3 separate regions of the Mus musculus genome follow, and regions 1 and 3 are each linked to region 2. A link is a contact called in public HiChIP or PLAC-seq data. All regions are on one chromosome and are shown on one strand. The core of a region is the stretch at or near the end of the contact, and the rest is flanking DNA. Distances in the headings are between cores, read along the strand shown.

The links. HiChIP or PLAC-seq counts read pairs in DNA pulled down with a chosen protein or histone mark.
Region 1: an H3K27ac HiChIP or PLAC-seq map of T-cell acute lymphoblastic leukemia shows a contact between it and region 2, with 4 times the contacts expected there. The contact joins two enhancer-like sites. A contact is called at or near these places in 1 of 484 Hi-C or Micro-C datasets (embryonic stem cells), 2 of 115 datasets of contacts at active chromatin or transcription factors (T-cell acute lymphoblastic leukemia and double positive thymocytes) and 1 of 9 other capture datasets (embryonic stem cells).
Region 3: an H3K27ac HiChIP or PLAC-seq map of regulatory T cells shows a contact between it and region 2, with 6 times the contacts expected there. The contact joins two enhancer-like sites. A contact is called at or near these places in 4 of 115 datasets of contacts at active chromatin or transcription factors (the SCID.adh cell line, T-cell acute lymphoblastic leukemia, regulatory T cells and 1 more).

Annotation. Positions count from the first base shown.
Region 1 is chr12:107,077,055-107,080,495 of GRCm38.p6, reverse strand. It overlaps Gm16086 (a long non-coding RNA gene), which reads left to right. Exons shown (of 5, transcript XR_381903.3): 3 at 1,073-1,241. Among named protein-coding and RNA genes, the nearest start is that of Gm16086, 21 kb to the left of the region's middle. Within about 2 kb of position 2,000, at least 3 of the 459 cell types and tissues checked have an H3K27ac peak or open chromatin away from gene starts, as enhancers often do. A contact at or near this core is called in T-cell acute lymphoblastic leukemia, where this site is marked.
Region 2 is chr12:107,768,598-107,772,099 of GRCm38.p6, reverse strand. No RefSeq gene overlaps it. Among named protein-coding and RNA genes, the nearest start is that of 4930465M20Rik, 35 kb to the right of the region's middle. Within about 2 kb of position 1,404, at least 22 of the 459 cell types and tissues checked have an H3K27ac peak or open chromatin away from gene starts, as enhancers often do. A contact at or near this core is called in the SCID.adh cell line, T-cell acute lymphoblastic leukemia and regulatory T cells, where this site is marked.
Region 3 is chr12:107,137,711-107,141,223 of GRCm38.p6, reverse strand. No RefSeq gene overlaps it. Among named protein-coding and RNA genes, the nearest start is that of Gm52008, 28 kb to the right of the region's middle. Within about 2 kb of position 1,998, at least 33 of the 459 cell types and tissues checked have an H3K27ac peak or open chromatin away from gene starts, as enhancers often do. A contact at or near this core is called in the SCID.adh cell line, T-cell acute lymphoblastic leukemia and regulatory T cells, where this site is marked.

The DNA.
Region 1 (3,441 bases), core at 751-3,250, 690 kb after region 2:
GGAGGGGTCATAGAACATAACTGATGTGAGAGTGGACTCAAGAATATTCAGGGTAGGAAGGCAAAAAGTACAATTCTTTTTCTATCTGACCAAGGAGCAAAGTGTGAGGAATTTGTGCTGGGACACAGAAGGAGCTGTCGGCATTGAGACATCAGTACACAGTAGTTTTCCATCAATCTGATTAGCAATCTGCCCCCGGGATCTGTCTTCTTAAGACAGTGAAGTCATACCTGCCTCTTACCTTGCTTAGACCTAGGTGCTGTGAGGACACTAGGCAGGCCCAGGCATCCCTAGGGACCGCAACAGCTTAAAGCTCAAGTCCTGGCTGATTTGGATCATGTCCGTGGCCCCTGCTCCTAACCACGCATGCTGTCATGTTGACGTGGACTATTTTAACATCAGGTGAATTGGGAGGCTTCCGCAGAGCTGTGGATCGCTGTGAACATCGGCGCCCACAGCACTGATGAGCAGTGTTTGGATGGGAGAAATGCATTTAAAACCCCTCCCACTTCTGTGCTGGTCCCCTGGTTTTAGAGTTTCTGACTACCTTACCTGTCTCTGGCATGTCAGCTACAAGAGGACTTTCTCAAGAGAGGGAGAAGGACTGGGCTGAGGCATCAGGCACAGTGCCAGGGACCAGTGGTCAATCTCAGGTGGTATTTTGGAGAATCCTTGATTTGGAATCTTCTGGTCTGATTCAGGCTGGGGAAAACCCTTCCTCATCAATACTTACATCATGACTAACTGCATTCACTTGGGACCTGAGAGTCTCGCTCCTTGTTACAACACGAAATTGGTTTCTCCTGCCCTTTAGTATCTCCGTCATCAGAAGGAGATTCCTCATCAATGTTGACTGGAAAACTTGATCTCTCCTGCTTGCCTCCGGCACAGGAAAGGTCTCTCTTCTCTCAGTTGCTTTAAGATGGAAGTCAGGTTACTACCCTGACTTCGTTCACAGCTTATTCATCCACCCCTGCTTTTAGTTTCCGGGATTTTGAGCCCAGTTACTAGCGCCCATAGGGGATTGCCAATACCACAGAACTCAACTTAAACTTCTCTCTCTCCTTCCAAGAATGGAAGCTCCAGTGAGTTGCGATGCTTCCAGGGCAATGATCTGAGAGCCCGGAGAAAAGCAGAACTCTGAGGGGAGCTATAGGTGACACCCGGCTGCGGCACCTAAGGTGATCTAGGATCGAGAGCTTCAGGAGAAAATGCTTCACTTGGGGCAGAAGGACTGTGAGGTGAGATGCAGGAGACTGGCTGAGTGGACAACAAAGGTAACGAAGGTGCCACAGACACTGGTGACAGTCATCTTTAAAGAGCATCATTGTTTGAATTACATTTCTCATCATTGTTGTGCCCTAAATACCCACAGCAGCAGCTGGAGGGATGAGGGGTTTGTTACCACTCACAGTTTTGGGGGAAAGCTTGGCGGGATACCTGAGTGCTTGGGCAGAGCGTCATGAGGCCAAGAGTGTGTGGAGGAGAGGCCCCTCTGCTTCATAGTGGACAAAAAGCAGAGAAAGAAGGACAGAAGATGTAGCCAGGATGAGACACGCATTCCAGAGGGCAGGCTGGGTGCAGACATAAGAGAGGCTTCAGTTTTTGTTCCCATTTTCACCACGGTCCTTTACATGTCTGCTTCTTCTTCTTGGTCTCTTCCATTTTTCTCAACGTTGAATTTCACTGAATCACCTGCCCTAAGGACATCTCAGGTTCAGCAGTGTAGATGTAGAGTGAGAGGAGATGGCTACACCATGCCATAGGGATTATGTCTTCTGTGCAACATTATCTAAGCTTCTAGAACTTGAGTCCATGCTAATGTATTGAGGATGATACTCCAGGGGGCTGTGTACAATTTCTGGGTCTAACTAAAGAATTGAAAGGGGGCTCCTGGTTCCTCTAACGTTGTGTGCTGAAAGCCCTCTGCTTTGGGCTCCCAGGGAACACATGGCGACTGAGCTGCAATAGCCACAGAGCTTCCGTTGATGAAAAGGCCAGGGGGAGCTCAGCAAAGGAAGTCAGTTTAAGTTCACACAGGATAGTAACTTGATCCAGTGTCAAGGACTAGGAGCTAGGTGAAAGCAACTGGGGTAAGGTCTTTGTCCCTGAGGTCACAGCTCAAAGTGGAAGGCCTGCACTGAGAGCATTCATCAATGAAATGCTCACTCTGTCCACGACCTCTTAGTGGTGATTGATTCTCAGCTTTGAGAATGCCTCTGTATGTGGGATGCATACGACTTTGCTCTCACACCTAAAGAAACAAAGCAAACCATCATGAGGAGGGTCCAGGGCAATACCCATCTTTAATGGGAAGCCAAATCTCCATACGTATTCCCAAACTATGCAGTGTCCTGGCTCATCATCTCGGTATCAGGAAGGTTTTACACTAAGATTCTTAGAACAAATGTAGCAAAGAATGAACTCCCCAAAGCAAGGTTCAGAGGGAACTGGACAATATTAGGCCAACATGACCCACTTGGAAAGTCCCCTTAAGTGGATAGAACCCCTCACTCTTAAAGCCGGACTTGGGTTCATCCATTCCCAAACCAAGTGACCTGAAGCTAATGGCTGGTGCAGAAGAATGCACAACCAGTGAGTGTCCACGTATGTCACACAGAAATCCATTGGCCATTCATATTCTGGGGAGTCAGCCTTAGAAGCCAGTGATGTACCTGCCGGGGCTGAGCATCCCTCCATCCACGAACAGGACATGAACTTGAATAGCTTATGTGCTTTATGTCTTCTGATCGTCCCTGCAGTTTTATCTTCCCCTTCGTGTACAGCCCATGCTTTGTGAAGTAATGCAGAAATAATAAATTCTAGAGGAATGTTGACCAAATAGATGTTTAAAACTTACGACAGAGTTGGGACATAAGTCTGTGCGATTTGTAGGAGAGGTTTGCTGTGGTAGGGAGCAGGGAGACTGGAAGTCTAGCCTCAGCCTATCTAAGGCTCGGACAGAATAATCAGAAAAATAGTTACTCTCTAAAGATAAGACTAGGGTATGGTGTGTAGAGTGAGGAAGAGAGTTTTCACAGGGTAGGAGAGACAGCCAGGGTAGCTTTCTTTATAAGCACAATGGCTTCAGCATGTCAGAGAGTGGGACAGGGGAGATAATGTCCTGTTTGTTTGTTTAGAACCTCTACGTTTCCTTATTTCACAATGCATAATTGTCTTGGGGATTATACAGCCCCACTAACCAGATAAACCAAAATGACTTAGCCTTGTTTCCATGGTGACAGAGATGATGGTGGTGAGGATGAGGATGGCAGACAGGGCTGCTGGCAACAGCAAGGATCAGCATCAGCTCGGCTGTTTCTAGGTACACAGTGCCTGCCCATGCCTGTGGGATGGTAGACAACGTGCAGATGGCCCCACACCTATTACGAGCTTTCTGTGCTTCGGGGAGGACCATTCTAAAGAAAAGATGGCACTTAC
Region 2 (3,502 bases), core at 155-2,654:
GAAGTCTTTATTTTATCTTCCACATCCGGGCCACACTCCATCACCCAGGGAAGTCAGGGCAGGAACCTGGAGGCAGGCATTGAAGCAGAACACTATTTCATGGAGAACACGGTTTACTGGCTTGTTCAGCCTGTTTTCTTATACAACCCAGGACCACATGCCCAGGGGTGGCCCTACCTACAGTGATCCAGGCCCTCCCACTGCAATCTTTAATCAAGAAAATACCCCACAGACTTGTCTACCTGCTAATCTGGTAGGGGCATTTTTTTCCACTGAGGTTTCCTCTTCCCAAATGACCTAGCTTGTGTCACGTTCACACACATGCACACACATACACATACACATACACATACACATACACATACACATACACATACACATACACATACACACACACACACACACACACACACACACACACAGAAAGAAAGGAGAAAGAAAGAAAGAAAGAAAGAAAGAAAGAAAGAAAGAAAGAAAGAAAGAAAGAAAAAGAAAAGAAAAAAGAAACTGAAATGAATAAATCTAACCAGGACAAATGCTGACACAGCCGTTATGACTGCTGGGAAATGTAGTCTTTCTGAGGGTTCAAAAAGAGAGGGAACCGGGCATCCCTCAATAGATCTATTTGGACATGTTTCCTCTGGAAGGCAGGTGGGGCTTTTGCAGGAACTGTGTGTTAAATAAATGCTCTGTTTAGTTCCATTCATTCAGTGACTGCTCTGAACAGTTGTTGGTGAGGGTCTCAACCAGCTAGGCAAAGTGTTGGACATGGAAGGTGGGTGGGGCAGGGGGCGGTGTCAACACATATTAAGTGACTGGTCTCCTTCAAGCATTTAAAACGACGATCTCACTGATCAGGACCCAATCCCCTACCCCACAATGAATGGGCAAACTGATTCTGCTTGCCCAAAGCTACTGAGCTGGAAATAACCATCAATAAATCTCACAGTCATCCTAAGTTACTTGCCTTTATCTACATCAGGAGAGGTTTGTAATTTCCAGCTTACTGGGAGACAGAGTCTCACAAAGTCAAATAATTAGAATCCAGCATGATAAGCGGATTCAATATTATCAGAACAATAACTATTAATGAGTGGCCAAGACACTAGGAAAACCTCAAGGTTGAAGGACATTTCAACCTCTGTAGGGTAGAGAAGAGCTTGCCAGCTAAAGGACCATAGTTCCCCATGGTCTCTGTTTTCGTACTTTTCCCCAGTAGCCAGACACCTGTTGCATTTCAGGCCAAGGCTTCTTATTTTATTTGGTGATGCCCCTAAGCCCAGAGGGCTTCTGGTAGGAAATTCTCAAGAAATGGTTCTTCTGAACCTGCTGCTGTGTCCCCAGACCTTGTAGATGATCTGATAAAGTGCGGTACTCACGACCTTGCAGAGCTATAGAGATAAGGGCAGATTTGCCACTGCAAGAGCTTCCTGCCGGCTGCTGATTGGCTGGCCTGGGGATCTGCATCTGTGGCTGCCCTGGTCAGTGAAACGCTGAGGCTGCATCCTTTGCCCCACCCTGTTTCTTCAGGTCATTTGACTCACGAGGGGGACAGCCAGAGAGATCCAGAGATGAATTAGAACCCAGGCTCTCGAATTGCTGCTCATCTGTGTGACAATCTAAGTTCATTTCTGTCCACGGGGCTTTGGGGGTGGGGGCGGGGACCAGAGCTGTGTGGTATAGTGATCTATGCCAGCTGGGGAGAGCCAGCTGGCTACAGAGAAGGGTATGGATCCCTCAAGTGCGGGAGTCAGGTCTCCCCTCTTGGTGAGTTTTGTGGGAGGAGCCTCAACCTGAGGAAGTGATAAGCTCTCAGGGAATGAAGGGTGAGTTTTCACCCATTCACCAAGCAGTAGCTTCAGGCCTGGCCCTGGGCCCTGCTAGAAGGAACATTTCCACATATGCAGGAACTCTGTGGAAATTAACATGCATATGTGACAAATGGGGGCGGGGGGGGGGCTCCACATGGACTGGGAAACAATGCTAAAAACTACCGGGATATTAACGCATGGTGGTAGGTTCACAGAGCGAGGGGGTGGGGTGTGACTGGCGATGACATAATGGCTTGAGGATGATTCCACAGAGAAAACATCAGACACACGCACGGTGGCAGCAAGCTGGATCCTTCCGTGACAGATTTCCCACAAACATAAATTGGCCGTTAGCCTCTTTACAGACAGGGAGAGAAGCTGGCATCTTAGTTTGGACTAAGGCAGAAATTTTAACCCCAATTAGGAATGCAGGGTGCAGCAAACCAAGCTCCTCCCCCAGGATCTGACAGGACTCTTTGTGAAGTTCTGGGTTGAAGCAGGAGGCGCTCACAGGTCAAGGCTCTTCCTCCCTTGCTTTCTCATGATGTAGGCTTCACTTTGGAAGCACCTGCTACAAGCGCTAAGGGCTCACTCTAGCCTGTCTGCCTCCCGCCTGGTCTGTGGCTCTCTAGGGTTGGGTGGTTACTCTACCTCTATACCTGATAGTGCTTTGGGGTATCAACTCAGAACTCAACTCATGGGGGCAGACCTGGGTGCATGGCTATATTGTTTTACCATCTGGTTATGAATGGGGACCTCGGGCCAGTCATCCCCAAGCCTCCGCATGCCAAGGGACTGGGGGACATTTCTGTCATGGGCTCTTGGCTTCACGCCCCCATACCACACCATTAGATACTTTACTTGATGGTTTCCAGAAGGACAGATGTCATGGAGAATAGGGAGAACCTGCCAGAACCCTGATGGTAAGTCACTCCTACCGATGAAGCAATGTATACATGACTACACTGGAGTCTAATTTATAGATCAGTACAGCCACGTGACTTTTAAGGACCTGTGTGTTCTGGAGAATGAGTGGTCAGGTGACCTGTTACTGTGTTAGCAATACAGAGGCCACTCACTCAAACCGTGAGTTACTCATGCGGCCTCTGGGTGCAACCAAGACACACTGGGTTGCTATTGGCATTAGTGGCATTTTATATAGATCACACTTTTGTGCGGCTCTGTGTGTGCAGGTACATGTTTGTGTGGGTGCACGTGCACATGTGTGAGCACACATGTGAAGCCAGAGAACAAGCTTGGGTGTCATTTCTCAGGAAGCTTCCACTGTGTGTGTGTGTGTGTGTGTGTGTGTCTGTGTGTCGGTGTAGCTGTTTGGCTGGATTTATCTTTTATTGTTTGAAACAGTCTCACTATGTAGTTCATTCTCTTGCTTCAGCCTCTCCATGCTGGAATTATGAAATCGTACCACTATTCCCAGCTGCTGTAGCCTTGGTCTATTTTATTTTTTCCGATTTTTAGAAGATTACTTGAAGTTCTAGTCTTCTGCACTCTCTACCCCTGTCTCAGAAATGGATGCTTTGGTCAGCTGCTTTCTGTGGTCAGATTTTTAGTCTGTGAATATGATGAATTATGCTGGTCATCAAAAATTAATCTAATAATAAATTCCAAGGATCAAATCACATTTGTTCTTGATTGTTTCTTTAAAAAAGATTTATTTATTGTGTGTACAG
Region 3 (3,513 bases), core at 749-3,248, 630 kb after region 2:
CAAACGGATAAGGAAGGAAGACGCTAAGAAAGAGAGCTGGAGCATGCTCTCACTAGGCAAGCTATACGCAAACATGAGCATGTTACCTCCAGACTCCAGTACCTCAGAGCTGATAGGTGGCAGACCTACCACCTGGCAAGCTTTGTGCTTTGTTGTGGAATGAATTTCAGCTCTGCTTACCTGCATCTGGTACCTTACGCCCCACATTAAAGAGCTTAAAGGGATGTGCCTCACCCTATGGTGACTTCCCCCTGAAGTTACTTCAGGTGGACTTGGCGTCTGGTTGGTACCTCGGGGAAAGATCTTCTCCCAGGCAGCTAACTCAAATACTGTAGGTTTCACTTCTAAACCATACAGGATTCTCAACTGATCTTCCCTTTCCAGAAATGTATCCCATACCATACAACCTAGGTTGGTCATAAAAATAAATGGATTTTATTTGGTTTTAACTTATGTTTATGAGTAAGACTAAAGATAAAACCCAAGGTTTTGCCCATTTTAGGTGAATACTCCATCACTGTGATGTGTCGCAAACTGTGTATGTGAGTTTTAAAAACAAATGCCTGCTAAGTACACAAACCAGACCCTTCTATTTGTTTGAAAACAACAGGTTCATCCGGGATTCCCGTTGGACACATGGGTCAGACCCAGGCTAACACCACACTCCCAACATGCACCTCACCTTTCCTGCAACTCCTGTTTCATCAGGAACCTGGGCTACCACTCTCACTGCAACATCTCCCCATGCTTCGGAGAGCTCCTAGTTAAGACAAGTCCATCTCATTCAGTATTTGCTTGCTGGAGTTGGAATCTCAGAGTGGTCTCTAATACTCTGAGGAACATGCTTGAGTTTGGACATTCAGGGTCTATGACTGGCTTAGGAATAGCCTGCTGAATTAAAGCACAGAACATGTGTCTACTAACAGCCCAGAGGGCTTGCTTAGCTGTTGCACTCTCATGAAAAGGCATGGTCACCTCTGTTATACAGCCTTGCATAGTGGAAATTCCTTAGTCAACAGACTTTGATATTCATGACCACAAGCCATCTGGTAAAATTCACTCTCACCCTTTGGCTGCAGTTGGCCATTTCTGCAAAGAGCAAAAGTTCACCTGAAAACACTAAAAGAATCCATGGTAGACATCTGGAAGCCAGGCCTCTCATTCCTTGTGTATCTCTATCTTTTTCCATACCTTCAGTTGCTTACCGGTACCGCAGATAGCTGAGCATCCTTCTGCTCTCAACATACCAATTTGGCACTAGAAATTCAGAATTAACTAAAATATATTTTTATCTCCAATAACCTAATCATGTGCCAACCCTTTTGGTGATTAGCAAGACCGAGGAGCAATGACTTCTATCTCCCCTGGTTCTTTCTCTTCTTCAGTCCTCAAATGTCTTAGACTCGAATCCTTCTACTACCCAATTAGGGTCCTGTACTCGTCTTCTCTTTAAGGACAAGAGCAGTAGGTAAGAAAGTCACAGACTATTTAACCTCAGGTGCAAAGGGGTCTCTCTACTCTCTACCTGGCATGTGTGGATCTGTGAGCCAGGTAAGCCATCTTCATTTCCTAGTGTGACACAGGCCTGCTGGTTACTGCCCATGCCTTTCAGTCTAAGTATTTATTGATATGTGAGAAAGTTCTGCAAGAATCCAGAGTAATGCAGACATGAAACAATGAGACCAGACAATGCCCTGGAGCTCCATGGATATCAGGGTGGAAGATCCCACGAGATGATGACCATGGTCATAGGATCTTTGGTTAATCTTGAGAAAGATATAGAAGCCTCTCCAGAGAAAAATGTGCCAACATGGAAGGGAGATGCCAGACCCTCCTGATGACCCATTTCTGGGAGATGAGAGAGCCCGTGGGCCCCTGAGAGCTGTTGCTGTAGACCTCAGCAGGTGGGGTGACAGACCAAAGAAGAAAGCTTGCCACAAGCCTAGAAGCCACCACCGGGCACAGACACCCTTCTTCACCCTGCCCTTCTGAAGATGGCCATGCATATTTACATCTTATCGTTTCTTCTAGAGAAACGATAGAGCACCCATCTGTCCAACCACACTCCGCTTCCAGGAAACCGAAATGAGAGCGGATGTTGTCTGTCATGGCTCGATGTCTCTCTCTCTCTCTCTCTTTCTTTTTTGCCTTCCTTTCATGTAAGACTCTATTTTTGTTATTGTATTCTTACAAGATACTCTTGAGAGATATTTTCTCTCCTCCCTCCCTATGTTCCTCCTGAATTGTCTAAAGCCTTGAGCTGCAGAAGGAGAAGCAGATACTGATGAGGCCATTTAGCTATTGGCAAGTTACCTTGCATACTCCCTCAAGCCCTTCAGAAGGATGCCTGGGGGGCTCCTGTAAGGCTGTGGCCTTGCACCTTAGGGGATGCTTGACAGTTGCTGAGCCTGCTGTGAGATATGTGGCCTCAAGACCTTTCCCTGCATGGTGCCTGCTTCATGTATTCTACCTTTTCATACTCTCTTCCTATGTGATTCTCATTGTCCTCACAGACTGGTTAAGAGATAATGTCTCCTTTTGGAGTTGAGATGAGATCAACAGGTAAGCACAGGTGCCTAGGAGGAGAGGCAGGCTAGAACCAAAGAGTTTCCTGACTGCAAAGATCAGACTCCCAACTTTCTTAGACTCCTTAAGGTCATGAACTCTGAAGGCATTTTGCATCTCTCTCCAGAACCCTGCATTCAAGACATAAACACTAATTTCAAGATATGTCCAGGCAATGAGATGCTGCTGTGTCCTGCAGCACACATGAAACATGAGCCATTTGTTCCCCCATCTTGAGAGTTTGAAGTATGATGACTCTTGATTTGCCAACCCCCCTGTCAGGATCTTCAATGTGAAATGGTAACTTGTTCCTTTAGGGAGATACAGTCCCCAGCATCCTGTCAAAGATGCACGAGGTTACACCATGCAGACACACTAAGGGAGTGACAAGGGCAAAAATTGGTACTTTAGGGAATTCTCTTGCACATTGCTTATATATTGTTTCAGAGTTTAAGACCAATCGGTCCACCACTTCTCCATTTCCTCTTCATACATACCCACATCCCATTCACCCTAGACATTTCTTGATTTTATGGGCTGTGGGAAGATATATCCTGGATATCTTAATCTTCAGGGTCAAGGCAAGTCATTTACTTCAGGATAGAGGGCACGGCATCTAAGGTTGTCACTTTGAAATGAACAGCTTATGGAGAATGGTCAAACTCCTAGACTGGAGCTTCTGTCTTTAAACATCTATCCATTCATAGCCACCACTGCCTGGCAAGGCTGTCTAGCTGTTCTGGTTTCATTTCTGTCGCTGTGATAAAATATCCCAACACAAAGCAACTTAAGGGAGGATGGGTTTTACTTTAGTGTACAATTCCAGGCTACAGTCCCTCTGTGTAAGTCTAAGGTAAGAATGTCAAAACATTAGTTACATCCACTCAACAATCAAGAACCGAGCGAGGTGAATATGCATATAATCTCACTTGCTTGTTTGTGCTCAGC